Linked DNA regions of Bos taurus: region 1 is linked to region 2. A link is a contact called in public Hi-C data. All regions are on one chromosome and are shown on one strand. The core of a region is the stretch at or near the end of the contact, and the rest is flanking DNA. Distances in the headings are between cores, read along the strand shown. Region 1 holds the start of COL4A1 (collagen type IV alpha 1 chain). Region 2 overlaps COL4A1 (collagen type IV alpha 1 chain).

The links. A called contact is a pair of places that touch in the nucleus more often than the background predicts.
Region 1: a contact with region 2 is called in a Hi-C map of skeletal muscle, with 4 times the contacts expected there. The contact joins the promoter of COL4A1 here to the enhancer-like site in region 2. A contact is called at or near these places in 2 of 11 Hi-C or Micro-C datasets (liver and skeletal muscle).

What each region holds. Positions count from the first base shown.
Region 1 is chr12:84,993,049-84,997,843 of ARS-UCD2.0, reverse strand. COL4A1 (collagen type IV alpha 1 chain) reads left to right here and starts at 2,067. Exons shown (of 52, transcript NM_001166511.3): 1 at 2,067-2,166. The coding sequence starts at 2,083. COL4A2 (collagen type IV alpha 2 chain) reads right to left here and starts at 1,672. Exons shown (of 48, transcript XM_059892323.1): 1 at 1,584-1,672; 2 at 1,207-1,294; 3 at 1,050-1,104. The coding sequence starts at 1,250.
Region 2 is chr12:84,926,235-84,931,382 of ARS-UCD2.0, reverse strand. All of the region lies in intron 2 of COL4A1 (collagen type IV alpha 1 chain), which reads left to right. Among named protein-coding and RNA genes, the nearest start is that of COL4A1, 67 kb to the left of the region's middle. Within about 2 kb of position 1,867, at least 23 of the 102 cell types and tissues checked have an H3K27ac peak or open chromatin away from gene starts, as enhancers often do. A contact at or near this core is called in skeletal muscle, where this site is marked.

The DNA of each region.
Region 1 (4,795 bases), core at 818-3,317, 66 kb before region 2:
TTTAAACCAAGCCATGAACACAGCTCTCCACTACTCAGAGTGGGGATGCCGGGGAAGGGGGGGAGGGGGGAGGCGCTCAGGGGAGCCCCCCGGACACCAGATGCTCCGATATTCCAGCAGACAGAGGAGAAGGGGAATCCAGGACCCTGGTAAGTCTCCTCGATTTTCAGTCCCACCTTAAACATTTGGGTCCTCAACTGAAAGCAACCAGCAGACCTGCGACAGCCCAGCCACACCACACGGAGCTCAAGCGAAGCGGCTCCGGTGACAGGGCACAACATCCCACAGTGCAATCATGGCGCAGGAACAATGCTCACAGAGTCATTTCGAAAGGCAGGGCTTGAGGGGAGGCACTCGGGAAACAGGGTCCCTGGTGGGAGCCTTAACAGCCCCACCTTGGCTCGTGCCTGGCCAGGGCACATCTTGCAAGAAAACGGTACTTTCTGCCATTGTTCCCTCTCCCAGTTTCCAGGAGTACGAAGTCCCAGGTCCTCCTGCCCCCCTCCTCCCAGAGCCCCTCATTCAAAAGGACAAGAAAACTCTGCCAAGGGCAGGACCCCACACCAGTTTCTGATGCCACACAGGCCATTCTCCTTCCAAGCCTGGCGCCTGGGAACCACGTGTCTGACTGCCTAGAGACCCTAAGGCCAAGCTTTGCTTCTAACGACTGGCTTTGCTCAAACAAGGGGAAAGGATGCGGCGGGTCATGTTTTTAATTATTGGTTCCCAAGGATGAGCCGAGGCCTGTAACGCACAGGATTGAAGGGGAACCCAAGAGAAGGCAAACCAGAGTCCTCGGGGAAGGCGAACTTTCTCAAAGCCTGGGCTTGGTACCGGCTGCCCAAGACACACAAGCACACAAGGGGAGCGGGAGCGCGCGTATACACACACACATACACACACACACACAGACCCACGCTCAGGTGAGCATGCACAAGTTGCCTTCTGGCAAGGTTACTCGGTGACCCAACCAAGTGCCAATATGGTGACCCAAGAGCCAAGATTCTCTCCGGCTCGCCAATCAGCCCAGAACAAGAGTCAGGACTTACCGCCAGGACGCTCTGGGCCAGCAGCCCCACGGTCACGGCCCCCAGCAGCAGCCACCTGGGTGGGAGAGGAAGAGCTCCGTGAGTGCGTGGCCCCGGCGTGGCAGTTCCTAAAAGGACGCGCGCGCGGGACCCAGGGGCCGGGCAGAAAGTCGCTTACCGCCGTAGGGCAGGGCGCGCGGCGGCGCGCAGCTCTCTGTCCATGCTCCCAGTCGGGCCCCTCTGGGCTCCTATCGGTCCCTATGAGCCTGGAAATTGAGACAAAGAGGGCTTAGCCTGGCCGGAGAGGGGGCATCCTCGCCGCCCGCCTCCGATCGCAAGACGGAGGAAAGCGGGGAGTGGACCGAGAGCCGCCCTGCGACCCCGCCGGGGAGAGGGGAGCCTGCCCCCCCAGGCCCGGGTTGGGGCCGCTCCGCAGCGGCCGCCCCATCGCCTCTCCCCTGCCCGCTCCGAGAGCCAAGCGTGCAGCCCCCGGCGGCACCGGGCGCCCGCGTCCCTGCCCTCCGGCGGGTCCCGGCGTCTCGGGGCGGCTCTCACCTCGGGCCTGGCTTCAGCGGCGGCGGTCCGCTCGCATCCGCCCTCCGGCAGCGCCGCGGGCGGCAAGAGCGGCGCGATCGCCCTCCGGGGCCGGCCTCGGGCCCGCGCGTCTGCCCTCGGAGCTCGGCCGGGTAGGCGAGCGCGGGGCGCGCGGCGGGCGGCGGCGGGTGCCGAGCGCAGAGCCCTGCGTCCCGGCGCGCGGCGGCCACAGTCGCCCGGCCGCGCGCTCGGCGGCCTCTTACCCGCGCCGCAGGGTCCTCCCCCTTTGAGGCGTTGCCCGCCCCCGCCGCCGAGGGGAGGGGCAGCGCCAACAAATTGGGGAGCTCGCCTGGCCGCGCTCAGGTCTCCGCCGCGAGCCGCCGCGCCCGGGACGGTGCGCCGCGCTCGAGCCCCGGCCCTGCCAGAGTGAGCCGCCCGCCGCCGCCCGCGAGAGCCCGGCCGCCGGCTCTGCCGTCCCTCGCCGCCCCGCGCCGGTCCCCGCCGCCCCGGGCTCGCCGCCATGGGGCCCCGGCTCGGCGTCTGGCTGCTGCTGCTGCTCGCCGCGCTCCTGCTCCACGAGGAGAGCAGCCGGGCCGCCGCGAAGGTGAGTCCCGGCCGGCTGGGCTGCCGGCGTCCCGCCCCGCGCCCCGGCGCCCCGCGCGGCCCCTTTGTCCCCGGCCGGAGCCGCCCTCCGGGCCCGGGGGTCGCGCGCGCGCGCGCCGCCGCCGCCAGGAGCACTCTCCCGGCCGGTCCCCGCCGGGGACCCCCGTGGGCTGCGATGGCGCACGCCTTAGGGAGCCGCCTTTGTTGTGGGCGAGTCAGGGGACTCCTCGGGACGGGAGCGAGAGAGCAAAGCTTGTTGCGCCCCGCGCGGCGTGAGGGTACCCGGGAGTCCGCGGGACTTGAACTCACACCTCGGGCTCGCCTGGCCGCTGGGCGCCCTCACCTGCGCCGGGCGCCCGAGGGGGCCGGGGCGGGAAGGGCGGACAGGCGCGCCCCGTGCTGTTCGGAGCCCCACACATGTGCCCGGGCGTCGCTCTGGGCGTGTTTCTCTGGAGCTTTGGAGACTCTGGTGGTTGATGCTGAACAGTCCTGGGCCCTTTGCCTGGAAACAGCTGTCTTCTCGCTTTCCCACGACTTTGCTGTCGCCGAAGCACGCTAAGGAGCAGCGGCGGGCCTTTCTGTCCTCCAGCTTTCAAACGCTTCCAAATTCCACTCTATGAGTTTTATTAATATAGCAACAACAACAAAAAATTGAAACCACGTTATATCTGAGTGTGAAACCAAAACGAAACTCCGTCTATTGTTCTGTGCAGAGATTGTTTTGCTAGTTTTCGTTTCCTCGGGCTGTGTGTTTGCCCAGAAAGGATCTGGGACTGAGGCTTGCAAGAGTGGAGGCGTCCAGCTTTGGACGATCCCTGATGTGCTGCTGTTCTTTACTTTTTTTCCTTCCCCCGAGACCTCAGCTGTTCCCCACCGTCACAGACTTGCAGACAGAACCCCAGGAAGGTGTGGCTTCCCCCCCACCCCCCAACTATTTAAAAATGATGTTACTGCTTTTGGCATTTCCCACTTACTCTTTAACTGTTTCACATAATTTGGCTCTCAGGTTTTTTTGTTTTTCCTTCTCTTAAGGAAGAATGAAGCTCACTGACTTGATTATATATAAATGATGAACTGTTACTTGCCGGAATGAACTGACAATATGCATACATACCTTGGAACTGAGTCTGGCTCTTGGCTGGCTGCTGTCACTGGGTAGGGAACGACACTAGCGGTTAGCTTCAGATTTTTTTCTTGCAGCCCAGAGGCCAGCCAGCACCCTAGTCGGTTATTGAAACGCTCTCTGGTCATGATGACAAAATGCTTCCAACAGAGGCAGCTCTTGAACTCTTTATTTGGGTCTAGAGCTTCTGACGCAAAGATTTCACACTTCCAAGGAGAGGTGGCAGGGAAATGAGAGAAGTTCTCTGTTTGGAATATGAAGCTCTGTTTGCACTTGAGTTTTCCTATTGATGATATTAGCAAAGCCAAGCCCATCGTAAGAGGCGGCTTTTTAATTAGCCTGGAGTGTGAAGCAGGAGCCACTCAGTGAGTGAGAAGCCAAACTCATTGGTGTTGAGTTTGGGATTATTTCACTTTCCTTGAATTTTTCTTAAAGCCCAAGTGCATGTTCCTGTCTTGGTTTTGCTTTATCCCTCACATCTCATGTTATGTTTTAAGACATCTGGCAGGTGGACACCCTCTGATCACCAGTTAACTTCATGGGTCTTATCATTTTGTCATATTTTTTTTCCTGGTTTAACCAAGAGAGAGAAAATGTGTTAATATGCAAATAGCTTATCTCTGTATGAGAAAATCCATTTAAAAATAATATCTGGGTAGTTTTAAAATTGGTCTCACTTTTCATGCCATCAGTAATTTTTTTTTTATTTTTTAAACTTACCTCCTTCCAAAATCAACTGTTAAGAGTACCAAACAGTGGAATAATTTCCATATTGGTCTGAGCAAAATATCATTTAAAAATGCATTTCTAATGATAAGATGCTGCCCATAGACCAGATCCTAATTCAGAAGCCGGCACAACTGATTTATTCTTGGACTGTCGGCTTTCCTGGAGTATCTGAGCCTGTGTTGCCTGCACTGGCACACACAAACACCACCTACGGTGTGTCAGGCACAGGCTGCTGTTACTATTACGCACAAGAAAGGTGTTTGGTTTGATGTTGGGTCCTACGTGCTATGGCCATACTGTTCATTTACTAGCGGGCAGGTTTCCTAAGTCAGGGATTTTTTTTTTCTCATCACCACACTCCTCCCTAACTTTTCTTTCTTAGGCAAGAATGGAGGAGTAAGATGCAGACCCAAGAGAAAAATCTGCCCATAAAGTTATGATTGAGGGTCCTCTGTTCTGAGTCACGCAGTCAGGAGCTGAATAAATCCTTCCTTCTGCAGCCTCCAGACGCCCCCTTTCCGACTGGTCTTGTGATGCTTCTTGACAGATTACTTCTCAGGATCAGACATGTGAACTTCTCCAAAGCGTGGTGATGCCTGCCTAGGGTGCTGGCATCTCTAGACCATTAGTCACTCTTCTGGGCCTGAGTGACCTAGAACTTGGGCAAAGGGAGGTGGAACTCCCATGGGAGCGTGGCCCACGTTCTTCTGGGAATGTCAGTTAAATGAGAAGGCTGATTTCTGACTTAGTTCCCGAGACAGCACCATGAATCCAGTCC
Region 2 (5,148 bases), core at 618-3,117:
AGCTTCCCAGCAGCCAACAGTGGAGTGCAGCTCCCAGGCTCAGGACACGTGAGCGGGGCTCCCGTCTTGATCGCCTGTTTTTATAATCACGTTTGCCCTGACTTGTGGTGGAAGATCGGGCACTATGGGAAAGGCCGTGGATAGCTGTGTCCTGCTCCTCGAGACTTCTCACTTCCTTGTCGAAACCTTATGTCTTTACAGGGTGGGATGGGCCCTTGGTCATCTCTCTTTTCTAAGCAGGGCCTCTCCCAGCTGCTCTGTGTCTCACACGCGAGGGCGGGAGGTACGTGGATGAACCTTGTTTGCAGACCCTCTGTCTCTGGACCCGGGAGGCCCGGGAGTGACGAGGTCTCTGCTCCATCAGACGTCCACCTGCTCCTCACGGGTGTTGCTGTTCAAATCCTCCCCCCATGGCTGCCCTGGGTGGCGAGCCTTGGGCCCTGCCCCTCCCCAGGCGGGAGCCGGCACCCCCGCGGTTTGCTGTCTCAGTCCCAGTACGGAGGCTCTAGTACCTCGTCTGACTCTGGACCACACAGGCTGGGCTCTGGGTGTGCCGGGGAGGCCGCGACCCCCCGTCTCGGGAGGTGGCCCGGCTCCCGGGCTCCTCCCCGCTCTGGCTGCTGGATGCCCCGTTCTTGTAGGAGGCCCTGACTTGACAGCTCGTGGAACGCCCTGCCTGCTGGGGCAGACGTGATCTACGGCTGGAGGAAAACTTCCAGAAAAGCTAACAGTAACTTTCGGAAGAACATCTGGGATCATGAGCAGAGCGATACTCTGTTTTAAAGACGCTGGATGCGGGTCCCCACTGATGCCTCGGTTTTCCAGGGCCCCGTGGATCCGGGCTTTGGGGGTGGGCGCTGGGGCTGAGGTCTTGGGGGCCGCGTCCCTACCCCCAGGGCTCTGAAGATGCTCCGGTGCCCTCCACCTTGGCTCCTGGCATTCACCCGCCTCCCCACGCAGGCCACATGGCTCTCCTCTGTCCTTCTCTGGAGCTCTGCCCATCTGCCCCACCCCCCAGGCCATGTGCCCCCCAGGCTGAGCATCTGCACGGGCGCACCTGTTCTTCCGTGCTGCGTCCCTGCTGCACGTCCCTGGGGCCTGCCTTCCCCCCCGTATCTCCCCTGCTTCCGTGCACACACACCCCACACAGGCGTGTACACATGTGCACACACCCTTGTTGCCTAGATCCCTCCCCCACCCCAACCCCCAACCCCTCTGTCCCCTGTGGTCCAGTTGGGCTTCTAGCCGGGGGCTTTTCCTCTCTCTTCATGGGCAATGTTGGAGGTCGCTGCCCAAGACTCTTCCGGGATGTGATGGGGACTCCAGGGGACCAAGTCAGGAGGGTGACGTTAGAGCCGGTGGGGTGGGGGCCCAGACAACTTGAAGAGAAGAGGCAGCCATGCTATCTGAAGCGGTCGGTGGGAGGCACCCAGAGCAGTGTGGATTCAGAGAGGGTCCCGGGGAGCCCAGCCTTTTGTGGGGCGGGGGTGTGTGTCCCGAGCAGCTTCTCCGATGCCGGACCTGCCTCTCATGGGCTGGCCCTCTAAGGATCTGGCTCATGGCAGCTGTGTTCATCTGGGTCCTTGTGATTGGGATGGGTTTTTCAACCTGAAAAGGAGTCTTGGCATTTTGATCTAAATCTCCAACAGGGAGAAGGTGGACTCGGAGCTCTTAAACTTTCAGAATCCACGCATCTACTGTCTCTGATTTCAGGGCTGCCCTGTAGAGGCTAGGGTTTCATACAGCTTTGCCATGCTGCCCTTTCTAAAGCGTAATTTACCAGAAGGAGCCGTGGTATGCAGTCAGAGCACCACTGGGCCTTGCTGGTATGCAGTCAAGGTCAGAGGCTCCCTTGATCTGCGCGCGGAAGGTCAGGCCTTAACGGGCTGGCACTTTTCAGGCAGACATGTCCTCAGCCTCGAATGCTTTCTCAGTGATGTATGCCGAGAGGGCAGGAATGTGATTCATGGCGTTTGGCTCCCGCGCCTTCCTCATTCACTTCTCCAGCCTGCTGATGTGAAAGGTAGCAGTTCTTGAGTCCCCTGGGTCTTCCCCTCCCTTTTTTCTGTTTTTAAAAGTCTCAGGACACTTGCACGGTGTTAGCTGTGAGTGTGTGGCCGCAGGGAGCGGTGTCTGTCCCCTCGTCCCACCTTGTCCCACCTCGTCCCGCTTTCCAGACCCCTTCCCCGTGGGTGACCCCAACGTTGCACCCGGAGCCTGAGGTCGCCAGGCTAGGCTCTGCTTCTGGGGCAGAGGGAGGGAGCCGGGAGGCTGGGCGCGCTCCACGAGGCTCTTCACGAGCCCCTGGGGTAGGGCCAGCTCCCTGTCCCTGTCATATTTGTTCCTCTGAGATTCTGCACCCAGGTGGTCAGCTGCGGTCCGTTGGCGTGGAACATCAAGTAGCTGTGAGCTGGTTGCTTCTCAGCCATCTCTCCCTGTAGGTGCTGGTCCTCCCCGCAGAGAATCGTTGAGTTTGGAAGCCTGTTTGTCCTCTTGGAATGTCTGCGGGGCTCCCCCTGGCTTGGAATTCTTGTGGGAGCCTAGGAGTTTTTACAAAGTTGGCAATTTCATATCTGGAGTAGGAGAGAGAAGGGAAGGCCACCTCAGGGTGCTTGACTGATCAGCCTCCTGTGGCCAAAGAGAAATTGCCCCTGTGGTTCTGCTGGATGACACAGACCCCCTGCAGAATGTGAAGGAGCATGGCCAGAGGTTGGGTCTGACCTTCAAGCACCCCCTTCCCCCTCCTTCCATCCTGTCTGTCTTTCTCTAACACACTTATCCACTGGGTCATCTGTCTTCAAGTTGATTTGTTAAATTTAAATACAGGATACATGGGAAAATGTCACACAGTTTTAATACTCTATAATCTGTTCTCTGTTTTTTTATGGGAACATTAATATCTCCTAATTTACAGACTATAATGTGATTTGCCTGTTTCAGCAATTTAGCTCCTAGCCAAAGAGTGTAATGTTTTAATCTGTTGGCATTAAGTATCTTAGAATTAAGAAAACAGGAAACTGTCATATAAATTGAACCTTAAACGCCTCTGAAAAATAAACACAGTAAAATAGCATTAAATAAGATACTGCTTATTTAAATTTTTTAATAATTTGGCCATGCCCCTGGGTAAAAACGTGTGCCCACATTATCTTTTGAAAACACACTGCTGATTTTGTGAACACATTAAAGTGAAGGCTCTTTGTAAGTATTTAAGAAGGAGCTATTTGTTGTGTTAATTTATGCACCCTTATTTGGGATTGATTATGCAATCATATGCTTTTTCTGGGGCTTCCCTGGTAGCTCAGTGGTGGTGTAGAACCCCCCTGCCAATGCAGGAGACGTGAGTTCGATCCCTGGATTGGGAAGATCCTCTGGAGAAGGAAATGGCAACCCACTCCATTAGTCTTGTCTGGGAAATCCCACGGACAGAAGAGCCTGGTGGGCTACAGTCCATGGGGTCCCAAAACAGTTGGACACAACTTAGCAACTAAATGACAACAACAATACTTTTACTAACTATTCAGTTTTAAAATCATTCTTGACCAAAAAATTGCCTTCAACATCATGCTCCATTTCTTTCCTGAAGGCACCATATGTTTTAAAACATACTGTGGTCTTTACTGAAAACAGGTTAAAATTCGGTTATTAATGAGGATCGTTAGCATGGCTCTTTCTCATTGAGGAGGCTGTGCTAATCGGTTTTGTGAAACCCAAGCCTGGCCCGTGCTGTGTTGCATTACATGCGGAATCGATTCGTCATGTCTTAACCTCCTTGGCCCTGTTCTGATCTTGATTAATGAAGTCTTGACATTATTGCAGCATGTTGGGGCAAGTGTTATTAGCCATGTGATAACAGTCAGGGAGCTTGGTTGGAGGGAAAGGAAATCATTTGAGGCATCTGAATACGTGTTCCTCAGGTCCTCACGGAATACACAGAAGAGGAGGGTCCCGGGGCCTCCGTCATCTCAGTGGGATGAGCTGGTGACGTGCTGGCCTCAGAAGGACTCAGGCTGACACCAGAGAGTAAATATGATGCCCTGGCCTCGAAAGGAATTACTAGCAAACATGCTCATTAAGGAAAAACCGAGAAACCCTGTGCATAAGATAAGGGAGGAATTTCCCACACCTGTCATGTTTTGCTAAATACTCAAGAAATGCTGAGTTTCCTACGTTAAATTTAGCCACAAAAACAAGAATGAGATAATTCTTGGGTCATGACCGATAGCATCAAAAAAGAGACCGACACTGCATTTTCATTCTCTTTTAAAATACTTTGTGGCCGTATAGGAAACGCCGTGGACCTCACAGACATGGAAGCTTAAAGACAGAAGCAAAAGGGATGTGTTTAAATGGACCACTGTCAGGAGGGCCTGATTTGTAAACATTTGTTCAGTGTTTGAGGCAATGCAGGGTCACTCTGAAAACTCCATCAAACCAAATCTGACTCTTAGGAGATCCCATGGGAAAGGGGCAGAGGCAGGGTCCTATCTTAAGAGGGCGACACGGGTTTTCAGGGAGTCCATGTGATCGATGCTCCAGCCAGGACTGAAATCTTTTGCTTCCTAAGTCGGAGTTCTTCCTCGTCACACGGCATCATCAGTTAAGCATGAGACTGCAGAGTAGGGCTCCCCAAAGCTCCGCTCACTCACCCGGGGCAGAGGCGCCTATTTTGTGGTCAGGTTAGACATGGAATCCCTAAACCTGTGCTCTTTGGGTTGGTTTGTATTACTTCTTTGGAACCTTAAACATTTTGTTTCCTTACTCACTCATGAAAATATTTAGCGAGCACCTACTGTGTGCTCTCTGTGCCGGGTGTGGGGGCCCAGGGAATGCCCCTGGTAGGGTACCTCTAAAACCCAGCTTTAATAGATAAATGCATTGAACGTTTTTTTAAGAAAACATTTTCTTCATTGCCAATTGGCAGTTCCTCTAAAGGTTAACCCTAAAGAACACCTTGCATGCCTTTTGTGTTAGTAATGATGATTGTTATTGTCAGAATAGTCCTTTTGCATTTTTCGTATTTACTGTTAGCACAGACTTTAAAAAAAGCCCTCCCTGACCTAGATTGTGGCATTTCCTGACTTTTATGTGCCCTAATTCTGTTCAGGATGCACGCACTTCCAGAACCTTGTCACACACCCACGTTCA